Linked DNA regions of Mus musculus: regions 2, 3, 4 and 5 are each linked to region 1. Evidence: chromatin contacts called from public ChIA-PET, HiCAR-type and HiChIP or PLAC-seq data. All regions are on one chromosome and are shown on one strand. The core of a region is the stretch at or near the end of the contact, and the rest is flanking DNA. Distances in the headings are between cores, read along the strand shown. Region 1 holds the start of Cmas (cytidine monophospho-N-acetylneuraminic acid synthetase). Region 2 has its middle 22 kb from the start of St8sia1. Region 3 has its middle 12 kb from the start of Kcnj8. Region 4 overlaps Abcc9 (ATP-binding cassette, sub-family C (CFTR/MRP), member 9). Region 5 overlaps St8sia1 (ST8 alpha-N-acetyl-neuraminide alpha-2,8-sialyltransferase 1).

Region 1 (2,692 bases), core at 69-2,568:
TGACTTCAAACTCTTTTCCCTTCATAGATGTTACTTTGTCCCTGTGGCCTATACATAATTAACTTCTCACTCCTTTGCAGTCTGCATTCTGAGAGGTTTAAAAACACAAAACCAAACAAAAACCAATCGAGAGCTCCGTAAGGGATAGAACTGTGCACGGACCGTCTTGCTATCTCCTTGCGTGTGTATGGAAAAAAGTGGGGCTCAAGAAATGTTTACTGAGCTGAACCAAATTCACGATACTCCCCTATCTCTCCTCAGCACACTTCCTATTACGTGTTATTTTCAGAAGCCAGCTGTTTCTTTAGCTCCACCCAGAGCTTCCTTTGAGTCAAAACACAAAGAAAACTCATACATTTATATCTTTTGCTATCCCATCTTTAAACAATGTCAGTTGGGTGAAAAAAAAAATCTGCCTTCATAATATGGGGAAATCAATAGCCTTCTGAATCAATCATCTTAAAAGCCAAATCATCAAAAGGTAGCAATAAATTCAAGCAGAATTTGGATGCAGCTAGCACGGGCATTTAAATTCCTTGTTGGCAAAGGATTTTTATCTCCCTCCTTTGATGAATGGCATCAACTTGTAACTCCTGATCAATCCGGTGGAGGCCGAGAGGATGCAGAGATAAAAACTGCCTTTAGTGAGGCCAAAGTTCAAGAGGTAGGCTAAACCCATTCACACCCATAAAACAGTCATACCTCGTACACACGTAGGGACCATTTCCTCTTTGTGCTGACTCACAGCCTCACAGCCAGAGAATATTTTTTTCTCAAAGGTGAGGGAAGACTCTCTAAGCTGGGGAGCCCCAACTCGACTCCATTCATGCACCTGCTGCCTCCCGGGCCTTGCAGCACCCGGCAGTCTGCGCAGCCCAGAGGTGACAGGCGCCCATCAAGCAGGGGCGACCCAGGGTCAGGCCTGGGGACCCCGACCCCCGACCCCCGACCCGGGCCCGGCTCCCGCACATGCGCACCTCTGGAAGACCCCCGCATCCAGGGCGGCGCGCAGGACCCAGCCAATGAGCGGAACCCCCGCCAGGCGCTTGATGTTCTTCAGTGGGATGCCTTTGCTGCCGCCGCGGGCCAGCACCAGCGCTGCCAGGTGCGGCGGCTTCTCTAGGCCGCGCCCCGCGCCCCGGCTGCGCTGCAGCTTCGGGGGCCGGCCCCGGGACGGCCGTCCACGCGGGGCGGGCCCCGACGTGGCGGCCCCCTTCTCCAGCGCGTCCATCTTCCTCCCACGCCGCCGCTCCAACGTCTCCACATCCGGGAGCTCGGCCCCGCCGACTCCACTCGGTACCGCCCGCCTGCTGTGGCAGCTGTAGGCCACGCCCACGGCTCCGCCAGCCCCGGGGCACGCTGGGAGTTGTAGTTCCCCGCGCCGTCACCCTGCAGTGGGGCCGGCCAGGTGAGCTCAGAGGAGCCTCTAGTTGAATGGCGCTTTGTGCAGTGTTCAATAATGTCTGGAGATTTCTAAAATAAATGAGAATTAGTCCTCCTCCACTCATCTCCTCCTCTCCAGCCTCTTTCCGTTTTCCCATTTCTTCCTCCCCTTACACCTTCCTCCATTTCTTCCTTCTTCCCTTTTTTTTCCCTCTCCAACCACTCCCCATCAACATACTAGGTAACTTCAGGTCATGAGAAGCTGAGTCGGGTTTACTGGGCAACAGCCCCTAGCCATAAAGAATTGCTTAGTCCCAGCCTAATTGTTTCACAAACAATATTTTGGGCTCTCAAACAGTATGAGAGAGAGAGAGAGAGAGAGGGAGAGAGAGAGAGAGAGGCAGACAGAGAGAGAGGCAGAGAGAGGCAGACAGAAAGAGAGACAGAGACAGAGAGAGAGACAGAGAGAGAGAGAGAGACAGAGAGAGAGAGAGACAGAGAGAGACACACAGAGAGAGAGAGAGAGAGAGAGAGAGAGAGAGAGAGAGAGAGAGAGAGAGAGAGAATGTCTGTAAATGGGCTCAACCTGCAACAGCAGAAAGCTTGGGGCCCCTCGCTGTTGCAATAAATCAGTCTCAACCTGTGGGGATCAAGGTCTATCTTCTCTACCTCACTTTTCTTACAGTTATCATCATCCTCTTTTCTTACAGTTATCATCATCCTCTGCTTTGCTCTCTGACTGGAGCTAGCCTTGAACTCACTATATAGTTCAGATTAGCCAGGAACTCATGACATAGCTCAGGGTGGCCTGGAACTTGAGGCAATCTGGCTGAGCTGCCACTCCCAAGGAATGAATGAATGAATGAACTGAAGACCCTCCCCACTTGGAAACTTCTTAGTCCATACTATAGCATGGATCTATTTTATGATTTAATGCTTTTATATTAAACATCAATCTTCCTATGCTCCTGATTCATCTCCCTCTCCAAGAAATTGCCCCATTTTAATGTCCTACAGGTGCCTCGAACTCAACATTTTAAGCCATCGTCCCCCTCCCATGGGCTTGGCATTCCCTGCTAATTCAGCCAACAGTGTTACCTTCTGCTGGTGTGTCAGCTTTATTAATCCCTTCCAGTGTAGTGCACACCTGTTCCCTTCTAAAAAAAAAAAAAAACTTTTAAAAAGTTGTCTGATAAAATATATTCCTTTGAGAACCCACTGCCTCTCCCCAGGTGCGGGTGGGGTGTAAACACACATTCTTTTCATAGTAACAGTGTGTGACAATCTTGGCCCTTGAAATGTCCTATCT
Region 2 (2,692 bases), core at 123-2,622, 230 kb before region 1:
AAACTGCAAAGCTAAAATTGAGCCGCTTGAGAGTTTTGATCCACAGAAACTCATTAATGAAGCCACATTATGGTGCTGATTCTGACTTAGAGCGATGTACAGCAGGGCCTTGGATGCTCAGGTATATCTATGGAAGACCCAATAACTCTGTCAACTAGCAGCTAGACTGAACCACCAGTCCTGTCTCAAGGGTAGCAGGATTCTGTGACTCCAGGCCACACCTTCCTCTTCCACCAACTTATTGTTTCATATCTTGTAGGTATGGAAAAATCAAGCTGTTTGATCCAGTTCTGGGTGTAGCACATATACCCCACTGAGCCTCTGACTTTGCCAAAATAGTGCAGCAGGCAAACGCAGAACTGAAAACCCAATTCACTGTTAGGGTCGAGTTCACCTCTGTGCCTGGCAGGAGGTTCTCTTTGCTTTTGTTACATCTCTCTGCACAGGGCTCTCCGGGAGCCACCGTAGCTCAGCCTTAGCAGCCCTCTACTTAGCAGGGCAAGTGACCCAGCTCAGAAATACCCAGGTACAGGTGCACATTTGCATACTTAAAAGGTGGGAGAAAATGAGTGTGGTTGCATAGGCGTGTTTGTGTGGTCCTAGCTTTCAGGAAGTCGAAGCAAGAAGAATATGAGCTCCAGGTCAGACTATGCAGCAAGACCCAGTCTAAACACAGGTAAAGTAACAGAGACAGGCAGGCAGGCAGGCAGGAGCATCTCACATTTCCATTTGTCTTACTTACTTTGCTTTAGAGTAAATCAGCTGATTTGTCCCCTTTTGAACCCATTTTGCTTCTGACATCATTATTGTGCTCAGAAGCAACCTATGTGGCTGTAGCCAAAAGATAGCTTGCTTTGTCTGTCCTTGCAGCCCGACATAAATTGGCTTAGGCGTGGAAAAGTAGTGTCAAAAGCTGGGAAGAACCTGCTTTATGTAGTGTGCTTAAATGCACACCTGCTTTGTTTTGTTTTAAAAACATTTTTCTAAACTTATGGGGTTCTTTTTTTTTAAAAGGATTTATTTATTTTATGTATATGAGTGCACTGTGGCTGTACAGATGGTTGTGAGCCTTCATGTGGTTGTTGGGAATTGAATTTTAGGACCTCTGCTCGTTCTGGTCAACTCCGCTCGCTCTGGTCAGCCCTGCTTGCTCAGGTCCTGCTTGCTCCAACCCAAAGACTTACTATTATTATTAATAAGTACACTGTTGCTGTCTTCAGACACACCAGAAGAGTGTGTCAGATCTCATTACAAGTGGTTGTGAGCCACCATGTGGTTGCTGGGATTTGAACTCAGGACCTTTGAAAGAGCAATCAGTGCTCTTATCAGCTGAGCCATCTCGCCAGCTCAGATGGACTGCCACGCACTCTGGTCGAGTCAGCTTGACAGGCCGAGAGGCTTGGAAGCTACCCACGAGGCAGAAGAGTTTCACAGAGACTCACTCCTAGAGTCTGGCGTTCTCTCTAACCCATACATCAATTTTCCATTCCCGCGTTAGTCTAGTGTATGGATCCACGTGCTCTCTTTTAGTATTATCCTATTATAAGTGCCTTTTAAGATTGAATTCTGACATAGCTAAAGCCTTTGCCAGTGTTCCAACAGTCCTAGAAAGTCCTTGAGCAAGACCATGGGCTTGGAACTCAGTAAGAATGTTGCTATTCAGTGACATTCAGAATTGCCTCTGGTACTACACTATCACTTTGAATAAAAGCTAGGTCACTGCCCTACACAGGAATTTACCATCACCTAGGAAGAAGGAAGTTTCAGACCTAAGGAGAAACCAGAATAGATACTTAGAACTATAGCTGAGTTACACCCATACACAGGTATTTACAATGGCCTAAGGGGAAGGTGGACTATACAATAGACTAAAATAGGAACTATGGCAAGGGCACGAAGCCCTTGACCCTGGCTTCTAAGATTAAGTGAATCTTAGGTGGAGCCCTTGTTGATCCCAGTTGTTAACAATGAATTCTATCCCAGGTGGTTCCTGTTAGACCTTCTGTGTTTGCATTCCTCTGTTTTATGTAAGAATCCAGTAACCTCTTTGTACCTTGCGAGTATGTCACCCAACTTCCTTATTGTCTTCTGTATAAAAAGTTTGATGCTCGATTTGACAAATTACATTCAGATTCTACACAACCTCTCCTGTGTGCATCTGTCAATTCATCCGACGCTTTGCCCACCCGTGACTAGAGACCGGTTCCACACAGACAAAGAGGCCCAGAGGGTCTGCGGCAATGGACACCTGTTAATAGGTGTTTAATCAGCACTTAATAAAGCTTCGGGCATATGTACAAAAATATTGTTTTCAATCTAACATCAGGAGTTATAACAATACATAAAAATGATTCAGGTTACAGATTGTTTTCTGTATTTTTTATTATTATCATCATTCTTTGCTCCTTTTTAAAAATACAGTCTAGTAGTTATCCCCCTCCGGGTTTGACCTCTGACAATTTCTCATCCCATTCCTCCTTCCCCCTCTCCAAGAGGATGTCCCCACAACCCCCCATCCCAGAAAACTTCCTCACTCCCTGGGGCTTCAAGCTGCTCCAGGGTTAGGTGTATCTTCTTGAGTCCAGACCCAGCAGTCCTCTGCTGTTTATGTGTTGGGGTCTCATATTAGCTGGTGTATGCTGTCAGGTTGGTGGCTCAGTGTCTGAGAGATCTTAGGGGTCCAGGTTAATTG
Region 3 (2,692 bases), core at 75-2,574, 200 kb after region 1:
GTCGATATAGATGATATAAACAGACAGATGCAGTCTTTGGTGAACTTGAGGAGATATACAGAGTTGGGAATGAAGCTGGAAAATGAACCCAGGAAGCCACATCAGAGACCAGGTAGAAAAGTCCTGGCTGTCATTCCCGAAAAGGTTGGTCTTTCTCCAGTTGCCTATGTCCAATACTTGAAGCCTTTGGCGAACTCTATTGAGTTCTATTGAACTCTATTTCTAACTGAGAAGGGGATCGTGACCTTAATTTTGCATACCACCAGTTCATCTTTTGCATTGTCAACACAAACTGAAGCAAGCCAGTGGTATGTAGATATTTAGCCTCAATCTGTGTTCATGCATACATGTTTGTGTGTGAAGATGGTGCATATGTCAGGTGTGTATTGTTAAAAAAATATGCATGTGGAGGCCAGACATTGATACTAGGTACCTTATTGTTTGTTGTTTTATTTTTTGAGACAGGATCTCTCATTGACTGACCTGGGGCTCATCACTGTGGCTAGGCTGACTGGTCAGCAACTCCAGGGAGTGCCTGTTTGTATTCCCGATGCTCTGGAGTTAGAGATGCATGAAGCTGTGACAGGTAGGGATGTGGATTCTGGGTCCAAACTTAGTTCTGCCCACTTGCACAGCAAGCACATCACCCAGTGAGCCTGTCTTCACTGCTGGGTATTCGTTTTTACATCACTAAAATAAACTGTTCTTGATACAATAGTTTCACCTCAGTTACCCCAGAGAGAATCAGAGGGACATCAGAGGCTTCCAATGTAGGTAGCAAAGTCCTTGGTGGGTGTGGGGGAGCCACTTGAAAAAGAGGATTGATGAAGATGTAAGACCTCTAATCAGACTTAGCCCCAATGCCTTATCTTGACCTGACATTAAAGGCCGATTAAGATTTTCACGAACTTGAACTTGAATCTTTGCAGTAAATTACCAGCGAGCATAATTGGAGTCACATCCTCTGAAGGTCTGTGGGGAATTCCCGTCACATTTGATGAGAATCGTGTAGAAAGATCCTGGGAAGAGCGTGGCCCTTGAGCTTCCTCTTGAGCCCCCTGTAGGGTTTGTTGTGGATACTTTCACACACTGCTCCTTGGAGACACAAATTTCAGTCCTTTCTCTGTCTTCTACATCCTGACAGTAATGCAATGAAGGAGAAGCAGAAGTCTTCTCGTTCTTCTTTATCTGAGATGAATTTACTCATCAAAGAGGAAAATTCTTTCACTATAAATTGCAAATCACAACACAACATCAACAAGAGGAGGAAATGCTTCACTACGCTTACTGATGACAATGTCCTCTCCAGAGGTCATTTCCTTGGGCCACTGGAGGACTGTGAGTTCTGAGTCACACTGTCAGACCAAGGCCAAGGGTGTTTAGAAACATCTATGGCTGAGGATCCTAGAATTTCACTCAGAAAGAGCCTTGGGCTAAGTGACAAAGAATAGCCAAGAACTATGGACTGACACTCTGTGTCAGGGAGAGAAGAGAACCAGGAAAGACAACAGCTCTGAGGGCAGGCAGTGTGGTGCTTCCTCTTTCAGAAATTGGCAAGGCAACGGTGTCATGGCTGTGGCATGTCCCCCGTCTCCTATAACTAAGTGACTGGGGGTGGGCATGATTTTGGTTTTGGCATAAAAGTGTCCCTTCTACATTTCTGGAACATGGCCCAGGGTTTTATTTGTTTGTTTGTTTTTGTTTTTCTGTCCCACATTTTCCATCTGATCTCTTTTGGGTAGAGTTGTCATATCTCTTAGCTTTTTCTTAGGGAAAACAAACACACCTAGTTATTTTTTTGCTCAGTGGTCAATGTCAGAAATAGTAGATGTTGTGTTTACATCATTACATGGATAAATAGATGCATGGAATAAGAATCTCCACTATATGCAAACTGCCTCGTTTGCATTCTTACTGTCTTGTTTCATAGGTGGCAGTCTCAAAGACATGTAACTCTCAAGGGCCAAAGGGTAAGAAAGAGCAAGGAGAGTGGGCAGATAAAATATCTCCACAGCAAAGATTTGGAAATTAGGTGTGAACGATATTTTATTTCTGCCCTAGAGAAAAGTGTGATGAGCTTGCCCTGCACTAAGAATCTGATTGGGGGCCGAAGAGATGCCCTGTGGTTAAGAGTATTTGCTGCCCATGCAGAACACCTAGGTTCGAGCCTCATGGCAGTGCTCAACCATCTGTAACTCCAGCTCCCGGGAATTTGGCATCCTCTTCTGGCCACCTTGGGTACTGTGCACATTTAGCGAATTTGCATACATGTAGGCAAAATACGCATAAGCGTCATAATAAAATAAGTAAAACTTAAATGCTTGTTCCTTAGTTGGAGTTCCCTTGCTCAACCTTCTGCATCGCAGACCAAGCTGTGTGTTTTTCTCCGCATTGTCTCTGTCAGGAGACAGTTCCACATTTATTGCCGTGTTCTCTACTGCCTATTTCTGTCCTTGCAACCACTCTCTCTGTTTTCCAAATGCAGAGTGCAAGAAAAAAGCACATAGCATGCAAGGGCTTCTTCAGGCTAGCTAGGGGTGGTTTTGCCTGAGATGGCAATTGTGTTCCAGGTTTAAAAAGTTCACATTTGGCGCTTATGTCAAATTCGAGAATGCCAAAACTTTCATCTGTATACCACGGGTCTGGAGAGGTAGATCAGGAGTTAAGAATGCTTACTGCTCTTTTAGAGAAC
Region 4 (2,692 bases), core at 52-2,551, 150 kb after region 1:
GATGTGAATCTCAATTGAGCTGCATTGCTTTGCCTAAAACGTTCCGTGGCTCTCTAGCTAGAAAAGCACACGGTCTCGGTTATAGCTGAGGTCACTAAGTGACCTTTCACTTCCTGCCCTGTCCCATTTCTCATTCACCCACACACTTCTTCCCTAGACACGATAGCATGATACGTTTTCCTTTCGTCGTTATTCTTCTCATACACACATTTGAAATCAGTTCCCTGAGAATCGCCTCAAGAACTGCTTTAAAAAAAAATTAATCATTCCATTTGTTTGTATCTCAAATGATATCCCATGTCCCAGTGTCCCCTCCACCAACTCTCCATCCCACATTTGCTCTCCCCCACTCCTGGATTATGCAGTTCTCCAGCCTCTGTGCTCACAGAGTGCTTTGTGTTTGCGTCCCCATGAGGCTGTCCACTTAGAACCGCAGGTGCAGACTTCTTGCCTGCCTCCCAAGTTATAGCTCCTATTTTCAAATAACCGAGACGCTCACATTATAAACGTTGGTTGTTTGAGAATCCACTTACGTAGATACCATTCAGAAGTGAACTATCTTTGAATAGCGTGGAATACTGGGACGCAGAAGAAGCCAGAGGATGTTAATGCCCACCCCACCCCACCCCCAGCCCCAGGTTAAACTTGTAAGAAAAACAGGGACAGCAGGAGGGGTTCATTAAAAGAATGAAGAGGTCAGCAGGAGTGGAAGGAAGCTAAGGGAGGGTAGGTCGGGGTGAAGAAAGGACACAGTACTTTGTGTATCTGCATGGAAGTTTTAAGAGTTAAACTTTAAGGAAAGAAAATAACTCAAAAAAATTTAAAATTCTCAGTCAATACTGTTTACTCTGGCTCTATTTATTTCAAAAACTAAGCTACCACAGTTTGATTCGGAACTACAATGAATTTATGGAAAATTATATATACCTATATATTTACATGTTAAAGTTACTCCTGGACATTGTATGTATATTTAAATGTGTGTGTCCCTTTCCTCGTCTCTCTTTAAACTACTGTTTGTCTATTCTGCTTCTCCAAGATCCTTCTCAAGTCCCAGAGCACTGGCCACAGGAAGGCGAGATCAAGATTCACGATCTGTGTGTCAGATATGAAAATAACCTGAAGCCCGTTCTGAAACATGTCAAGGCTTACATCAAACCCGGGCAGAAGGTATGGGATTCACACGATCCGATTGCTTGTCTGCATAGATCTTTGGTGGAGCCCCCATCACCACATGAATGGGGGACATCACCATGTCAGTTCCCACCCTGGGTGTCCAGGCTCACATTCTGCATATGCTGTGGGCAAAATCATCTGCATGAAAAAGAAAGGGAAAGAGCAGATCCAAGCAGGATACTACATGCTCCTGAGTTATTCTGCCCTTAGTTAGCCTCATATCAAAAACCAACCAGGCAGGCATACTGTTTAAAATTTCTGATTTCTGGCACAGCGACATCTCCTTGGTGCCTTCATTCTAGATTTAATCTGAAAATAATTTCTTTTAATTCATATTAAAAATGATGCCAAGAAGTGCTTGCTGACAGGAGCCCGGTATAGCTGTCCCCTGGGAGGCTCTGCCAGAGCCTGACCAATACAGATGTGGATGTACACAGCCAACCACTGGACTGAGAGCAGGGACCTCAATGAGGAAGTTAGGGCAAGGACTGTAGGAGCTGAAGGGGTTTGCAACATCATAGGAAGAACAACAATATCAACCAACCAGACCCCAAACCTCCCAGGGACTAAACCACCAACCAAAGAGTACACATGGAGGCATCCATGGCTTCAGCTGCATATGTAACAGAGGACTGCCTTATCTGGCATCACTGGGAGGGGAGCCCCTTGGTCCTATGGAGGGTTGATGACCCAGGGTAGGGGAATGCTAGGCCGTTAAGGCAGGAGTGGGTGGGCAGGTGGGGGAGCATCCTCATAGAGGCAGGGGGAAAGAGGAGGGGATGGGGGCTTGTGGAGGGGAAACGAGGAAGAGGTATAACATTCGAAATGTACATAAATAAAATAACCAATAAAAAATAAAGATTAAGTGAGGGGAAGTGGGCTTGTTAAACCCATCACCGCTCAGCTAAAACTGGACAGTTGTATGAAGGTCCAACCATAACTTGGTACTGAAATAAAGCCATAGATAGAGAACAACACAGCCACACAAATGTAAAAATCAGAATGCACTCATCAGGGGCTGAGTGGGGGCGTTACTTCTATCATAGTTCATGAGATCTAAGAAGAACGCTGGAGTGCAGTTATTTGAGCAGATTTGTACTTTTCCCATGACACCTTGACAAAACTAAAAATGCCTCCATCCCTTTCGTGCCTTTGCCTGAGTCTCTATCACTCCTGTTCTTCCCAGGTGGGCATCTGTGGTCGAACTGGCAGTGGGAAGTCCTCCTTATCCCTGGCTTTCTTCAGAATGGTCGACATATTTGACGGTGAGCTGTTAACTGAAATTTCGTCCTCCAGGTGTCCTCTCATGCGAGCATGCTTGATACCAGCACTGACAACCTGGACTCAGTCTCAAGACCTACAGACTGGAAGGACACACTGACTCCCATAGATTGTTCTCTAGCTTCCACGTGTACCGTGGTGTGTGTACCTGAGCTTGTCTGCACCTCCCCCCCCCACACACACACACAGGATTTGCTTTTTGTTTGCAGTGACTTGTGTTATTCATTGTGACTGT
Region 5 (2,692 bases), core at 132-2,631, 160 kb before region 1:
GAGTTCCTTATAAAACTTGCCTTAACTTACTAGACACATTCTTGGTGCTCCCTGTGTCTCTCTGACTCTGTCTCCCTGTTTCTCTGTCTCCCTGTTTCTCTGTCTCCCTGTTTCTCTGTCTGTCTGTCTGTCTCTCTGTGTAAGTTGCTTTTCCATTTTCTTGTTTGTTCCTTTTTTTTGTGCAGAGCCCTGAAGATTGCTGTGGTTTCGTTGGTTAATCTGTGGTTGTAGCTTAAGCTTGTTTGCCCTTTCCTTATGTTTTCTGAAGGCAGATCTTGCTTTCTTAATTTTTGAGTCTACTTTCACATCTGAAGAGCCTACCACAATGTTACCTAAGAATTAAAAACAAAACAAACCCTTCATTACACATCCTATGATGACATTCCAGCCGATGCACCTAATGGCTCCGCTTTGTTTTTATTCTTGTGTAGCCCAGGGTGGCTGTAAATTTCTTATTCTCCTGCCTCAGCCACCCAGTGCTGGAAGTACAGAGTGTCCCTGGTTCAACTGCTGCTTTCGAAGTTGTTGCCGTGGTCTCTGTAGGTGGCGAGCTGGGTTAGGCCCCTCCGGTCTGAGGCATGTGCGTGGGCATCTTCTCTTTGTGCGCCCTTAGCACCTCATAGGTCAGCAGGACAGGTGGGTGTGGAGGATTTGTGGAGAGAGAGAGAAAATGTTGGAGAGGCGCCTGCACTGAAGAGAGCAACAAGATTGCAAATTTGCAATGTTTCTGGAAACATTTGTCCTCGAGGAACACCTGCTATCCTGCTATTTTTTTTTTTCGTCTAATTCTGCTTTCTCCCCTTAAAGGAATAAGAAGTCATTCATTAGCCTATCAAACTCGTGTAACTATTGGCTTAGACACTGGTTTCATTGTCTGTGACTTCATAAAAATGTGCCTGGATTTTTTTTTCCCTGTGTGGTTGTTTTTGTTTTGGGTTTTGTTTTTGCTTTTTATAATTCAGAGAGGAAACACACATGAACGTGATTTGTAAGCTGTCAGGTGCCAGGCAGAAGGCAGTGCTGTCACTCGACATTGGCAAGGTTTCCTTTGTGATTCTTTATACTGAGTTAAAGTGGAGTCCAGGTGAGAGCTTCAGTCCGGATGCAAGGGTCTGGTGAAAGCCGGAAAGACTTGAGAGAGAGCCCCATCCAGCCATGGTGTTGGTTGTGTGAGCTGAGACAGACTGTGGGGAGAGAATCATAAGGCTGCCCAGCTCCATGGTATGGTGGGAACCGAGTGGAAGCCCTGTCCAGAAGGCGTGTGCTGTCTGGCAGGCACTGGGCCCATTTGTGCAAAAGATTCCTTAGGTAAAGAAAGGGGAAGTGGGTTGGTATGGCTCTGAGCAATTGGCAAACAGAGAGGAAACAGCCTAGACATGGTCGCAGAGGTCTGCATGTGTGTTCTTCCTGTGGCCCAGGCATGTCTTTAAACCACAGGTGGTGCATTTTTGTAGATGCAAATGGAATTTAATGACACTCACAATAATTTTCGTTGCTCAAAGAACAAAAGAAAATGAGATATCACCAGACCCGTGACAGGAAACCCAAACTCAGTGCATTCTCCCTAAAGTTTACATTCACGCGGGTGGGACGTCTCTCTGTATTAAGAGATTGTTTTTTATCATGTAGCTTACTAGAGTGCTCTTTTGACAAAATATAGGGATAACTTGTGAGCTGAGCATGGTTGTGAATAGTCCTTAGCATTCAGTAGTCAGGAGGGTGATGAACTTAAGACCAGCCTGGTATACACAAAGAGAGCCTGATGATAATGGCAATGATGTCGATGGTGGTGGGTGGGACAGGAAAGGGAAGAACAGTCTATGATCAATGGAATGCTGGTATAGTTGCAAAATATGGCATTAACATCTTTGATGTGGGGGATGGTAGGGGGTAAGACTTTTATCCCCTGCCCTCTTCCCATTGAAACTAGTGTGAAGGGGAGGCCAGCCAAGATAACCTAGCATGTCTAATGAGATGTTAGTTACTCTCCTCTGGCAACTCACGGTCACACCAGCAGTGTGCTTTAGTAGGTGCTTCCTGGTGCACTCGAGGTGTGCCATCGTGTCTGCAGTTTGTCTTCCCAAGTGCCAGCTCATTTCCTCATTAAAGCTCAGCGCCTGATGGGTTTACCCATAGAGCAGTAACAAGGCCAGTAGTTGAGGAACCAACAGGAGTCTACAGGGTAGAACATTCAGGGCAGGCAATCCTGAGCGAGGGCGCTATTTCGAACACGGAGGGTGAACAGCCAAGGCAGAGGTCAGAGTGTTCAACTGTCAGTTTCCACAGAGGCTTACGTTAAAGGAGTGCTGAAGACAGTTTGCCTCGCCATTGTCTTAGACCATAGTGTTCCTTTCACGCCTGCTTCTATTCAGAGGGGCTGCTGAGGTCCTCTCTGTAATCGAGCCCTTAGTTTCTGGCATATTAGTTTGGACCACGCCATTTCATTCGCCTGTAGCATTCGTCCACACTGTTTTTAACCACCCGATAGTTACAGCCTGACGGCAGGTGTGTTTCTGCTGCCACAAAAGCCTAGTTGCCCTTCAGAGCCAGCTCAAGTCTTTCCAGGACCCAGATGGCTGGACTAATCCATGCATCTCCAAGGGTCATGCATATGTTTTGCCTCTGAACATATTTCAGACACACCTGAGAGCTAGAATGTTTTCCTGAAATATTTTTAAGTGAAATATTACTC

Evidence for each region. ChIA-PET counts read pairs in DNA pulled down with a chosen protein or histone mark. HiCAR-type assays count read pairs that join an accessible place to other places. HiChIP or PLAC-seq counts read pairs in DNA pulled down with a chosen protein or histone mark.
Region 2: a contact with region 1 is called in an H3K27ac HiChIP or PLAC-seq map of embryonic stem cells, with 7 read pairs. The contact joins the enhancer-like site here to the promoter of Cmas in region 1. A contact is called at or near these places in 6 of 39 promoter capture datasets (the HPC-7 cell line, embryonic stem cells, hematopoietic stem and progenitor cells and 3 more), 1 of 484 Hi-C or Micro-C datasets (Th1 cells) and 4 of 115 datasets of contacts at active chromatin or transcription factors (embryonic forebrain and embryonic stem cells).
Region 3: a contact with region 1 is called in an H3K27ac HiChIP or PLAC-seq map of trophoblast stem cells, with 5 times the contacts expected there. The contact joins the enhancer-like site here to the promoter of Cmas in region 1. A contact is called at or near these places in 8 of 39 promoter capture datasets (the 3T3-L1 cell line, 3T3-L1-derived adipocytes, the C10 cell line and 5 more), 1 of 15 datasets of contacts at CTCF or cohesin (CD8 T cells), 1 of 484 Hi-C or Micro-C datasets (natural killer cells), 14 of 115 datasets of contacts at active chromatin or transcription factors (craniofacial prominence, double positive thymocytes, effector CD8 T cells and 8 more) and 4 of 9 other capture datasets (adipose tissue, embryonic stem cells, liver and 1 more).
Region 4: a contact with region 1 is called in a HiCAR-type map of embryonic stem cells, with 4 times the contacts expected there. The contact joins the enhancer-like site here to the promoter of Cmas in region 1. A contact is called at or near these places in 7 of 39 promoter capture datasets (cranial neural crest, epiblast stem cells, frontonasal cranial neural crest and 3 more), 2 of 115 datasets of contacts at active chromatin or transcription factors (both in embryonic stem cells) and 1 of 9 other capture datasets (liver).
Region 5: a contact with region 1 is called in an RNA polymerase II ChIA-PET map of effector CD8 T cells, with 31 read pairs. The contact joins the enhancer-like site here to the promoter of Cmas in region 1. A contact is called at or near these places in 2 of 39 promoter capture datasets (the HPC-7 cell line and macrophages), 1 of 484 Hi-C or Micro-C datasets (nephron progenitors) and 2 of 115 datasets of contacts at active chromatin or transcription factors (effector CD8 T cells and embryonic stem cells).

Annotation. Positions count from the first base shown.
Region 1 is chr6:142,755,312-142,758,003 of GRCm38.p6, reverse strand. It overlaps Cmas (cytidine monophospho-N-acetylneuraminic acid synthetase), which reads right to left and starts at 1,318. Exons shown (of 8, transcript NM_009908.2): 1 at 978-1,318. The coding sequence starts at 1,231. It overlaps LOC115490443 (a long non-coding RNA gene), which reads right to left and starts at 696. Exons shown (of 2, transcript XR_003956544.1): 1 at 1-696.
Region 2 is chr6:142,985,596-142,988,287 of GRCm38.p6, reverse strand. It overlaps a transcript of St8sia1 not described here. Among named protein-coding and RNA genes, the nearest start is that of St8sia1, 22 kb to the right of the region's middle. Within about 2 kb of position 1,372, at least 6 of the 459 cell types and tissues checked have an H3K27ac peak or open chromatin away from gene starts, as enhancers often do. A contact at or near this core is called in embryonic stem cells, where this site is marked.
Region 3 is chr6:142,557,818-142,560,509 of GRCm38.p6, reverse strand. No RefSeq gene overlaps it. Among named protein-coding and RNA genes, the nearest start is that of Kcnj8, 12 kb to the left of the region's middle. Within about 2 kb of position 1,324, at least 4 of the 459 cell types and tissues checked have an H3K27ac peak or open chromatin away from gene starts, as enhancers often do. A contact at or near this core is called in trophoblast stem cells, where this site is marked.
Region 4 is chr6:142,601,525-142,604,216 of GRCm38.p6, reverse strand. Abcc9 (ATP-binding cassette, sub-family C (CFTR/MRP), member 9) reads left to right here. Exons shown (of 40, transcript NM_011511.2): 34 at 1,040-1,170; 35 at 2,363-2,441. Among named protein-coding and RNA genes, the nearest start is that of 5330439B14Rik, 12 kb to the left of the region's middle. Within about 2 kb of position 1,301, at least 1 of the 459 cell types and tissues checked has an H3K27ac peak or open chromatin away from gene starts, as enhancers often do. A contact at or near this core is called in embryonic stem cells, where this site is marked.
Region 5 is chr6:142,914,325-142,917,016 of GRCm38.p6, reverse strand. The region is part of intron 1 of St8sia1 (ST8 alpha-N-acetyl-neuraminide alpha-2,8-sialyltransferase 1); the gene reads left to right. Among named protein-coding and RNA genes, the nearest start is that of St8sia1, 49 kb to the left of the region's middle. Within about 2 kb of position 1,381, at least 89 of the 459 cell types and tissues checked have an H3K27ac peak or open chromatin away from gene starts, as enhancers often do. A contact at or near this core is called in the HPC-7 cell line and effector CD8 T cells, where this site is marked.